Linked DNA regions of Mus musculus: region 1 is linked to region 2. Evidence: chromatin contacts called from public ChIA-PET data. All regions are on one chromosome and are shown on one strand. The core of a region is the stretch at or near the end of the contact, and the rest is flanking DNA. Distances in the headings are between cores, read along the strand shown. Region 1 holds the start of Slc35a1 (solute carrier family 35 (CMP-sialic acid transporter), member 1). Region 2 overlaps Orc3 (origin recognition complex, subunit 3).

What was found. ChIA-PET counts read pairs in DNA pulled down with a chosen protein or histone mark.
Region 1: an RNA polymerase II ChIA-PET map of memory CD8 T cells shows a contact between it and region 2, with 25 read pairs. The contact joins the promoter of Slc35a1 here to the enhancer-like site in region 2. A contact is called at or near these places in 1 of 39 promoter capture datasets (pre-B cells), 1 of 484 Hi-C or Micro-C datasets (short-term hematopoietic stem cells), 2 of 115 datasets of contacts at active chromatin or transcription factors (intestinal villus epithelium and memory CD8 T cells) and 3 of 9 other capture datasets (adipose tissue, liver and pancreatic islet).

The regions. Positions count from the first base shown.
Region 1 is chr4:34,683,234-34,689,530 of GRCm38.p6, forward strand. Slc35a1 (solute carrier family 35 (CMP-sialic acid transporter), member 1) reads right to left here and starts at 4,205. Exons shown (of 8, transcript NM_011895.3): 1 at 4,011-4,205; 2 at 52-229. The coding sequence starts at 4,026. Cfap206 (cilia and flagella associated protein 206) reads right to left here. Exons shown (of 13, transcript NM_001347062.1): 13 at 5,341-5,781. The coding sequence ends at 5,551.
Region 2 is chr4:34,580,047-34,586,446 of GRCm38.p6, forward strand. It overlaps Orc3 (origin recognition complex, subunit 3), which reads right to left. Exons shown (of 20, transcript NM_015824.4): 11 at 6,398-6,400; 12 at 5,527-5,643; 13 at 4,758-4,837. Among named protein-coding and RNA genes, the nearest start is that of Orc3, 32 kb to the right of the region's middle. Within about 2 kb of position 1,370, at least 50 of the 459 cell types and tissues checked have an H3K27ac peak or open chromatin away from gene starts, as enhancers often do. A contact at or near this core is called in memory CD8 T cells, where this site is marked.

The DNA of each region.
Region 1 (6,297 bases), core at 2,955-5,454, 110 kb after region 2:
TAGTAGCTGGAAGACAAAAGGCTTTAACTTCCTGGAAGTAGCGTTACTTACTTAGCTAACAGGCCAACACTTATCAGTAACTTTATCACTTCTGTGATACACACGGCAGTGGTTGAGAAGTAGAGTTCTTCAGCTGTTGTCCTTGTGTATCTTAAAGCTACGGTGTAAGCGGCAGCCACCAGAGTCATCACCGTCAAGCAGTACAGCTTGAAGAATAAACTGACATTTTCTGCAAAATATGTGCAACAAAAGTACTATTTAGTGTGTGTATATATATACATATATCATATATACATATGTATGTATGTGTGTAATGCTAATCAACCAGTTAGTCCTTAAGGCTTTTCAACTTCTAGCACCATTTTTTTTTTAAATATGACATATAAAACTCAATTTCCAAGTAATACTTTCCAACATGAACATAAAATACTGCTGACTTTAAAACTCCATACAAACTAGGCAAAGATACTGTTTAGTGCTCCCAACTAACTATACAATTACATGGCATACAAATCTTAGTTTATTTTAAATATATATGAACATATATAATGAATATATATGCATGCATAACTATGATTACAAACCTGTGAAAATAAAGTATCAAAGCAACTGTAATACAGTCTAAACCTCAAGACATTAGAAAAGGGACGTGAGGCCTGTCTGGCTACATCTGTCATCCCAATGACTGACTAGGTTGATTTGTTATCTGTCTGGCTAGGCTGTTCCTGCCTCCCTTCCTCACCACCTCCCCTACACTGCTCCTACACGCTAGCTCTACCCTCAGTCAGAAAGGGTATACACCCTTTCCTCATTACCTGGGTATAAGGCAGATAGCTGTGCTCCTCCGCTAGCCTCTAAATATGCTCTTGAAGACAACAGAACGTAAACAAAAGGATACCTGAGTGACAAAAAAGCAACTGAAGATAACTGCAGAGGCAGGCCAATGCCATCTCGGACAGTAACCAATGTCCCTAGCAAAGTACTGCTCTGCAACAATCTAATCCATGACGATGCGACTTTATAAACAGGCGTGGGTCAGATCCTAAGACCCCGTCTCACACACACACAAACACACACGCACACATGCACGACATTAACATAGAATTAAATTAAAATAAAGAACAAAGTGAATTGGTTAACACAGAGTACTTAGAAACTCCTCTATAAAACTTGAAATGCAGGATATAGCAGTCATCACTCAGGGGCCAAAGACAGTCAGTCCAACACCTTTGGTAAATTTACAAGCACTGGGGAGTCCGGTTTCCCCTTTCTTGCTTCCTGCTCTGAAACTGCCAACACCCAAGGCTCGAACTTTTTCTCTTTTCTTTCCATGACAAAATTTAGAGTATTGTGTTAGACTTATATGAGAAAACCAATTCCCACAATTTCTTTTTTATTAATTATAATTGAATCTAATCCTTGTCATTGAGATCTACTGAGAATGGATTTACATTGGATCTGCTAGGTGTTCACAGTTAGTGTTTTGTCATCAGATTAGTAACAAGTGTCCCCTGGGAACACTGGTCTTAGTTCACGGGTTACACATAATCCTAAGGATGCCAAGAGACTCCTCCGGGATGCTAGTTATTAACTGACGTCTTATGTGCTAAACGTGCTTTTGTTCACTCCTTTGGAAGCCTAATCATAGGTAATTATACCTAATCATAGGTAAATAAAATAGGTGTTTCAAACAGATACTTTAAAATATGATTACACAAGAAGCTAGGGAAGCAGTGTCTCCATATAAGTGTTTCCTCCTTGGTGAATTAAAGCAGGATTTGTAAGTTGTAAGCAAGTTCTTAAACCAAAGAAGTAGTACAACAGAGAAGAAGAAATACGCCATATAACTATTTATCTTTCCTTCCTAAATGGTCCAATCTGCCAGACCAGCAATGCTTATGTAAAGGGCACTGAGGGAAGTACTATAATACTTCCATTGTTCTAAAACTTTCTTATGAAAGAGTTTATGACTCCAGAAATATGGAGCAGTAACATTTAATCCGTCAGTACAAGAACTACACCATCCATAGTTTTATATGATGGTTCAGAATAATGGAAAAATGTGTAAGTCCTATCTCAAGACACATGGAAATAATAGTAAGTTAAAATTTTGGCGTCCATAAAGTGTAATTAGGAGACAGCTATGCTCATCTGCCTTAATTATCTTGCCTATAGTTGTAGGGTTCAGCAGCTATGGCGGAGACTAACAGCTCTCTACAGAAAGACTGCCTGCCATCCATGACCTGAAATTATCAATATTCTCATAACTAAGAAGTGAAAACTCAAATCACTTTTTTTTTGGGGGGGGGGGCTGTGTTAAAGGTCCCTGGTTCAAAAAAAGCAAGATAATTTAAATACTAAAGATGTTTAACTCCAGAAAACATACTTTTTTTTTTTTCCTTTCCTTGAGACAGGGTCTCTCTATGTAGCTCTGGCTGGCCTGGTACTTGCTATGTAGAGCAAGCTGACCTTGATACAGTTCTGCATGCCTCTGCCTCCTAAGTGCTGGGATTAATAGGCATAAGCCATATCATGGTGTTTTGTTTTGTTTTGTTTAAGACACCCATAATGAAAAGGTCTGCAAATGTAATTCTTGAAAATAATTACTAATCAAAGTAGAAAAGTCTAAGTTTGGATACTATAAAACATAGATGACTTTGGTCTGTAATACCACTTTAGAAGCACATTTCAACTTTTAAAACCAATCCTTGTAACCATGATTTCCACTTACATTTCAGTTTACCATAAGATCAAAACATTTCTTCTACAATTCTTCATTTTCCAGGATGAAACTTCATTGATTAGGAATGTCAACGTTCCCAGGTAATATAAATATTCATGGTACGCAGCTACTTTAAACTATCCTAAGAATTCAAATCATATCACGCCATTAACTAGAAACCTGGCCCACTGATCATCCAGCACCCCCTTTGTGGAGAATCTGTTACCTTCCACGGCATTTGTTTCTGGGTGGAGAATATCCCCCAGAAGAGTCAGTCTGGAGTTATCCTTTTGTTTTCCAGTTACATTTTAGGGGGACTATTACTGTCATACCTGAAAGCTTGGACATAGCAGGAAGTAGCAGGTGAGTAATCGTTAAGATGACTCTATGTAAGGAGGTATAGAAACTGTATTTCATTAGGATAAAAAAGTGCAACACACCCAAATGTAACAACGTATGTGCTGGCAAGAAGTCTAAATCTGTAAACAACCCTTGCGGGTACCGATCTGCCTGCTGCATCTTTTAAGTGTTCATTTGTCAATCGCCCTACTTTTCCTATTACCCTCTTCCCGGATGCTACAGGACTTATCTGATATGGGACAATCCACCACCACAGAAAACTTACATGGCGCCTGATGTTAAATGTCAAATCCCCTCCCCCAAAGATAAATAATTTCACATCCACGCAAAAGGATATTCTTTAAATGCTTGTCCAACATTTATTTAGACTTAAAGCCAGTGCTCATTGGGGAAATGGTGAAAAAACAAAAACAAACAAACAAAATTAAAAAAAAAAAAAAAAGCGACGTTGTCGCCAGGCATGAGGGCACAGACCACTAATCCCAGCGCTTGTAAAACTGAGGCAGGAAAATCTCCCCGAGTTTGAAGCCAACGTGGGCTATAGAATGAGACCATGTAGTGTTGGTTCCTGCTTTAAAAATAAATAAATACAAAATCGTCACCGCCTTTTGGCCTGTCCTAGCCACAGTGCTATAGAATAAAACCTCAGCCTTGGGGCCAGCTTACGTAAAACCTGAAAGGACAGCCACCACAGCCCTGGCCAGACGGCTCGCCATCGGGAGGAGCAGCGCGCGCCCTCAAGCCCAGGGCTCCGAACCACAGCCTCGCTCCAGGCAGGGACCTGGCCGGCGCCCGGGCGGCTCACTGCACCGGTGTGCGGGTGCAGCCCGCTGCCGCTCCCTGCAGGGAGGGCTCGGCCCCCAGAGCCGGCCCGGCCAGCACACCCCGGGCCGCCGTTCCCTAGCGACCGCCCGCAGCCCGGCCTCACCTCTCGCCGGAGCCATGGTGCCGAGAGAGTCTGCGGAACTGACGCCCCTGCGGCCATAGAGACGCACCGGCCTAGAGAGCCCGCCGCACCACACGCGCGAGGAGGAAGCGGGGGCTACGGCGGAAGCCGCGCGGCGTGCGGAGCGACAAGTCTGGGAGACTCGGTCCTGCGGGGGCTCGGAAAACCGCAGCTTCCGGTCGACCGAGGGGGGGCGGAGTCAAGGTGGCCGAGCGTTTCCTTCTAGAGACCAGCCCCTCCGAGAGGATGGGCCCCGCAAGAAGGATTCTGAAATGCTCTCGATTATTCCTTTGTGTGAAGACCGTTAGAGAGGCTCCGAGAACTCGGACTTTTATAACTTTCAACTCCATCACGGCCTTCCATGGTTACCTCTTGGATAAATTTAGTATATATTACATACTGCTCGGAAGTACTGTGTCTGTCTTCATCATCCTTACTGTCACTGTCTAGCTTAACTTGGTAACTTCAGGCAGCAAAAAGACCTCAGAAAAATTAGATTGTATTAACAGGCACTTCAACCGCTCTAATGGTTACTGTGACTAGAGGATGTTATTAGAAAATAACCCCGGGTGGAACAACATTATGAACTAACCAGTACCCCGGAGCTCTTGACTCTAGCTGCATATGTATCAAAAGATGGCCTAATCGGCCATCACTGGAAAGAGAGGCCCATTGGACACGTAAACTTTATATGCCCCAGTACAGGGGAACGCCAGGGCCAAAAAGGGGGAGTGGGTGGGTAGGGGAGTGGGGGTGGGTGGGTATGGGGGACTTTTGGTATAGCATTGGAAATGTAAATGAGCTAAATACCTAATAAAAAATGGAAAAGGAAAAAAAAAAAACTATACCTCTAAAAAGTTGGAATTCTCAGGACCTGAAAACCCAACTGCTTATGAGCCAAATAAGGCCGCAGAGTGGGAAGTGGGAAGCGCTTAAGCCACAGCGGGCTCTGAGGCAGACAACAGAGCATAAAAGGATCAAGCTGGAATGCCAGCCAGTCTTATCAGACATTCTGATTTTTTTCAATGAGCCCAAAATTCAAATATAAATATCAATTCTCTGGCTTTTAAAAGGCAGCATATGAATGTAGGCTTCACTTGTTCCAGATAGCAAGGCTCATGATATAGAAATCTGTTATCACTAAATAGCAATGAAGCAGAGCGTTGTGTTTCAGAGTGTCAGGGCTTAACATTTTGTAGGGTTTTAGAAGCAGCCTCTATTCCAGTGATAAGCATACTACTATCTAGCTGGCATTGCAATGTCAATCTTAATGCTGTAAACTTTGTCTAAAATATAAAACAAATACGCGGACAGAGTTTTACTTGTCAATTTTAATAAAACGAAAAATGTACTACAGAAACTGCTTTTAGATTTGCATAACAGTCAGGCAGGATACGGTGCCCTAGTGCACAGTCACACAACCAGTGACTGTGCCAGCCCCGCAAATGAGCTTTATACACGCACAGCACTTTAAACCCTCCATCCGTGCCACTAAGGAGCAGCTTCCTGTAAACGTCCATCTCTAGGTTTCGTCCACCGCTCTGGTTAAGTTCACCTTCACCCCATAGGTTGTTTTGCTTTGTCCCCCACGAAGGCCAGCTATGAAAATCTGGGGCCTGGGCACTCGGCTGCTGCCTTCTCTCTTGGACTGGGTGCTAGCCTCTTTCAAAGGGTACACCTGTGAGGTGTTATCTCTTCTCATGTGGCTAAGGTCAGTCTGGACGGAGTGAGTAATTTTCTGGCGCAAATTAGCCTAGGTAGAAAGAGAACATAGGGAATAATGTTTCTCTAAAAAAATGTAAAAAATCAGGCATTTAGTTAATGTTTGCCTATTAACTTTCCATTTCACAAATAAATAATGCATTTTTCTATGATGGTGAGGATGGATGATGACAGGGAGGCTGAGGGTGGGGAGGAGGGTGGGGAGGAGGGGGAGGAGGAGGATGTGTATGGTATGATTGCAGGCATGTGCATGCCGTGGTGTGAATGTGGAAGAGAGAGGAAAACCCCTGGTATTAATTCTCTCCTTTTATGGCAGGTTCTGGGGAGTGAACTTATCAGCTTGCATGGCAAAAATTAATCAAGAACAGAATAAACTTAAGAATCCTTTACAAAGTGGGAAAACCTGTGACATGCTGAGACTGAGCTGAAGAGAAATGCACACGACTGGGTTGCGACGGTCCAATATGAGAAAGTGACGATTTATAGTGGGTTTTTAGAATGAGCGTCACACTATGCTGACAATATGAAAATCTGTTTCCAGCTTACT
Region 2 (6,400 bases), core at 120-2,619:
CTGAGTTTGATCCCTGCAAACTCACATAGTAGAAGGAGAAAACTACCCAGAGAGTCGTCCTCTGACTTCCACATACATGCCCCCGCCCCTAGGTGCCAACAAGAAATTAAGCACCAAATTCAGACCTAGAATTCCACATTGAGAGTCGAATCCATGACAACTTCAATGTATGAGTTTGTTTTGCAGTAAGCTCCTAACAACGCACTTAGGACATGTAGACTGAACAGTGTTTCGTTTTTCTGTCTGTACTATGTGCTGAGATGGTCGTGGTGAGTGAGGTGTTGGAGGCCACAGAAGCTATTACTCCTGGCTCATTTTGAAACCGTTTAGAACCTCTGAGCGTGGAAGACATACCTAAATGAGATACATTTCTGTTTGGAATGCAAAAGAAAATATGCTAGATTTTGAAGATTTACATTTACGCTCCTGTTCTGCCAACTAGGAAAGGCTGTTTTTCAGACTTTATACAAACAGCAGAAACTGTCTCTGATGTTTTGTACATGCCTTATGAGTCTACAGGAGGGAGACATTTGCTGCGAAGCTGCAAGCTTCTCCATCACGTGTCTTTGGTGGTGGCCCCAGTGTACCAGTCCTTGTTAGAACTGCTATGTCTGATCCTCAGCGCTGTTGAGCTCAGCTTAATAAAAACATGGAAACTATACTTGGTATTTATTGGTTTTGCTTTATTTATAGCCCCAACTTCCACTTTAGATCTAGGCAAATAAATTTTGAAGGTACGCGCGCCTTTTAGTCTGAATTATGAACCTATTAGCAGTGAAACAATCTCATGCAAGTCCCTTAGTCCCTTTCTATGGTTCAGATTCCCAGGGAAAACGTGGCTAACTAACCTGCCGGAAAGGTGTGCTGCACTGGACTGCAAAATGTGCTCAGGGTGCCTACGATAGTACTGGCACACAGCAAGCGCTCGCTCAATAAAAGGCAGTTCCTGTTATCAGCATTACTTCTATAGTCCAGGAACTGTACCCTACTGGATTGACATTTATGGGCTCCAACCAGATTACTAAACCCGAAATTTTATGAGTAAGTTTTTTCCACATCAATGAATTTATGAATTTGGGACTACCTAAGAGGAGAGGGATGACAGATTCCAATAATAAAGTTATAACACAAGGCATCAATTGCCCGGGGTGCTGGAGAGGTGACTTGGGGTAAACTTGCTTACTCCCTAGCAATACCAGCTTACCTCAGTGCCATCCTGGACTAGCAAAGTCTCAGAAACCTTCTATTCTAAATTTATAAACACACAAAAACAATTTAATGACATTTTTAAAATGGGGAAAAAAGGTCTGAGCATGGTGTCATGCACCTGTAACCCCAGCACTGGGGAGGAACTGCAGTGACTCATGGCTGGACTAAATCCTCTTAGCTAGACCAGCAAGGAGTACAAAGCCTGCCTCAGAAACAAAACTTTTCAGTGAAAATCAAATTTCTTTGGGGATTTATTTTCCATATAGTAAGAAATTTCAGTTTCATAGTTACAGTGCACCTAAATCACTAATAATTGTATTCCAGTTTTTAGAATTTGGGTCAGCTTGAGTAAGAATGTCCCCTGTATGTTCATGTGTTTGCACATTTGAGTATCAGGTAGTGGTGCTGTCTGGGGAGGCAGAGGAAGTGCAGCCTTGCTGGAGACAACACAGCACCGGAAGCTGGAGGCCAGCTCTGTAATCCTTGTGGTTCCATGTACTGGCTAGTTTTGTGTCAACTTGACACAGCTGGAGTTATCACAGAGAAAGGAGCTTCAGTTGAGGAAATGCCTCCATGAGATCCAACTGAAAGGCATTTTCTCAATTAGTGATCAAGGGGGGAAAGGCCCCTTGTGGGTGGTGATAAGAGAGCAGGCTGAGCAAGCCAGGTGAGGCAAGCCAATAAAGAACATCCCTCCATGGCCTCTGCATCAGCTTCTGCTTCCTGACCTGCTTGAGTTCCAGTCCTGACTTCCTTTGGTGATCAACAGCAATGTGGAAGTGTAAGCCGAATAAACCCTTTCCTCCCCAAAAACCCTGACTAAGACATTCCAGAAGCCTGCCACCTGCTGCAGTGCTGCCTGCTACCACCACAAAGTAAACCCCCGCAGCTCCCTTCTATACACTGCCTTGGTCATGGTGATTTATCACAGCAACAAAAAGTAAGTAACGTCCTACGGTGCCCGTCTGTTCTTCAGGGCATGCAGGGAATGAGGACTAAAAATAAATCTAGTTAACAGACTTCTTTCTAACAAGTTCCGGTTGCTAGGTGTGGCATGTACACTGCCAGAGGCATAAGGATTCTGAGTTCAAGGCCGGGCCTCTGCTACCCAAGGAGGCATTATCTCAAAAGGAAAATAACTGAATACTGTGTTTACCTCCACATTTGTACCTACTGAGGAAAGTTTAAACCTTGATAAAAACCTACCTCTCATTTTGGTTCCCTTTCTCACTATGGAAGTGACTGCTATCTGCATGCGTGAGGAGAATGCACACGGTGACTTTAAATACAATGCCCCACCCCCACCCCCCACGGCTCATATATTTGAACACTTAGTCACCGAGTAGAATTCTAAAAGAATTGTAAGGATCAGGAGGTGTGGCCTCCTTGGAGAAAGTGTGTCACTGGGGGGTGGGTTTTGAGGTTTCCAAAGCACATGCCAGACCGAGGCACTTGCCTGTGTGTGCCAAGTGTACTGGTGCTCTCTGTCATGATCTCTGCCTCTCCTCTGCCTAGGGACTAGCATGTAGCCCTCAGCTCCTGCTGCCTCACCTGCTGCTATGCCTTCTCCTCTCCCCACAAGAGGATAATGATCAACCTCTGCAACTGTGACAAGCCCCCAGATAAATGCTCTATTTCATAAGAGTTGTCATGGCCTTGGTATTTCTTCACAGCAACAGAACAGTGCCTAAGACAATGCACATGAGTGTGTGGGTAGAAGTACCCATGTGTATGTATGTAGGATACATGCAAGGGATGACAGCAGGGGTCCTCCCTATTGCTCCAGCTCCACACCCTTTTTTAAGTCTCCGTTACTTAGGTGTGTTTGTGTTAGTGCACATGTGTGTGCACAAGAATGTTACAGCACGTGTGGAGGCCACAGGACAACTTGTGAATGTCAGGTCTCTCCTTTATATGGCTATCAATGACTTGCTCAAGCTGCGATGTGTGTGGAGCCAACTGAAAAGCCAGCCCTCCACCTTAGTTTTGGAGACAGGGTCTCTCACTGAACCCAAACCCTGAGGTTTTGGGCTAAGCTAGCTCACCAGTGAGCTTCCAGCCACAATGAGGTCTGAACCCAGGTCCTCTCCAAGAGCAGCAAGCACTGAGGCCCCTCTCCAGTCCCTAACTTGTTAGCTTTTAATCACTTAGGGAAACTCAGTCAGATTGGAAAGTGAAAATTACAAGACTGGCAAGACCTTCTTTCTGAGTTCAGCACCCAAACCTTGGAGGCCAACAGCAACAAGGCTAAGAGGGCCCAAAACCACAGTAAATGTGTGTCCCTTTCTCTTAAAGGGACTCCTTGGGTAAGTTGTTTGTCCTGAACAGAGGCCATGAAATCTCCAAAGGCTGGGCTCCAGCCAGTATACGTCCCCTAGGGAAGAGAGTTGGTGGAAACGGGCATGCCCCAGATGCTTCCACAGGCAGCTACATGGTCAACAGGGATTTCCATGGCGGTGACCCATACCTACAGGAAGGACTCAAGGAGACTGATGACTTTCAAAATAATGGATACCTACATGGTCTTAAAATGCAATAGCAAAGTACAGCCACAACCATTAAACAGTTTTGCAAGGTTTATCACATATGTGAGATTTCAGAATGTTACTGAGTCCCCTTGTTGAAGATTAATCTATTTTCCAGGAAATACTGAAAATGAGAACCAGGAGATACCTACTGAAAGAGTAAACCAGTTGAGTACTTTAACTTTTTCTTCACAAGAGAACCCAAAATTAAATTCAGATAGGAATCTATGCCAAACAATCAAAGCCTTCCTTGAGCACTCCCTAAATCTCTGTCTTTCTGTTCATTCACGATTGATGTCTTCCAGATTCCAATGCCTAAAACTTTATAAATCTAACTAAAGGCTGCCAACACTTGACCCCTTGACACCATGGCCTCCTTCTACCTCAAGTAACACTATGCATCCCCACTTTCCCTTACTGTGAACCCTAAAGTTCTTTCACTGTCTCAGTTTGGCTCCAAAGCAGCTAAGATCAGTTGTTACCCTGTATCACAAAAAAATTGGGTCCTAGATCCCTGAGAAGAAAATGTTAAAAAATAAGAGTGCAAATCAGACACATTCAAGTGATGAAGGTAAACAAGAGGTCTCAGAGCTGGGTATGCACTAAACAGCCAAATTTTAAAAAACAGAAAAAAAAAGAGAGGGTGGGGTGGGGGAAGCAGGGCTCTAAACAACTGAAGTCTTTTTACAATGATAGTTTGGTTACATTTGGCCCAAAATCAATAGATTAAAATGTTTTCTAATTATATCATATGAGCAACTTCAGGGCCGAATGTAGAGCTCACTATGCTAGTCACCTGTCACGTGCTGTGTGCTGAGAAGGTGCCCTGGAAGCACAGACGGCATTAAGAAATAGATGGTTGCTGCATCAACACCACTAGAGACTGCACGCATCAATTCAAAAGGTGTTTAAATATTCTTACATACAGGCTACACAGGAAGCTTTTGGGCAGACAGGAGTTCTGGAGGAAGGTGATACTGGCAGGCTTAAAGCAGACACACAAAAAAGAACAACAGAAGTTACCTCAGCAGCTGCAAGGCTGACTTGTACTCCTCCGAATCCCATATCTTCTTTTCTAAACATGTGCAATACAGCTCCCTAATCTAGAAATGTAGGATATGATTTATGAGAAATAAAAACCACATACCAAGTTTATAGGCTACTAGTTGTGCAAAATCATCATGTTGATGCAATTAAAGTATCATTAGAGATGGAATAAACAACTGATTGAAAGTTTAATAGCTAAGTTAGCAGAACCTCACACAGGCCATTGTTCTAGTCAATCTCTAATCTGATCTAAGGATCTGGGGATTAATTATTCTCCCATCCACATGCCTCCCACACAGGGCTCGTAGGTTAGGGATATAATAAAAAGGTCACGTCAGCATAATTTTGCAAAGAGCAGAAGTACTGTGTTTGTTTTAACTCTTGGTACAATGTAAAATTAACCACCAAATACTTTCAAACAGTCTCCATCTCCCATTTCCCCAGGGGTAGAGAACTAGCTCTCCCTATGCACAGGACAGACAGAGAGACCCAAATTCGCAAGGCTATACACTACAGCACAAGTACAGAGGAGACAATGCACTGGGATTCACGTGGCTATTTCCAGCTCTAACTTTCAGAACAAAGCCATTTTCTATTATTAGTAACGTGAACAGCTGGAATGGATTGTTCTTACTGTAAGAGCTGGCTTCATCTCAAAGTCTGATGCCTGAGCAATCGAGAAATCAAAACAAGAAAGTACTATTATTCTGACTTTGTTGACTCCCAAGGAGGACATTTTACTTACCTGTCGACCCAGTGGGTACTTGGGAAGAGAAGAGGTAAAATTATGAAGACATCTCAAGACAAGGAAGTAATTGATATGGTAAACATGCAGGTCTTCCAGCAATGATTGAGTTTTCTCCTAAAAAAAAATCACAGAATAATAATATGCATGGTAGTAAAATAAAATTTAAAAATGACTTCATTGATACATACTCTCTAGAAAACTGATGAGGATTTAGAACTACAAGTTACTCTTCGTAATTCATGAAAACTTGGCAAATCAAATTTAGGATACAGTCCAGACAATTGTTTAGTACCCAATCTGGCTGTATTTTACACACATAAGAACTGACACTGTAATTTAGTATTGGTGCTAGATTAGTAATAAATAATAAATCTTCAAATAAAATCAATCCTATCCACTCAGCAATAAATGGTTATGCTACCTAGCTTCTACATGCTTTTATTTATAACAATCTTATATATATATCATATGTCATATGACATATATATTTATATAGTTGAATGGCGTGTTAGAAAAAATTGCTAGCTAGACTGGTTTCCAAACTTTTTTCATTTCTTTTCAAAAACTCATTCAAGACATCAGTTTTTGATTACTAATGATTACTAATTTAATATCTATATCTATATATATAATCAATACAGCTCTTGGTTGATATAAAAATGCTTCCAAAATAGAACACCAGAGAATTTTTTTTCTTGGAAAAAACCTTTTAAACAAGGCTTTGTCATGTTGGTTACATGGAGGAGTACCCCATCATCTAAGTATTACGACATACAGATATTTTTAATAAAGTTAATGGATGCTTTATTAATGCACACTCTTTTGCATGGAGTCAAGAACAAGTCAGTAAGACACACACACATCCCACCTT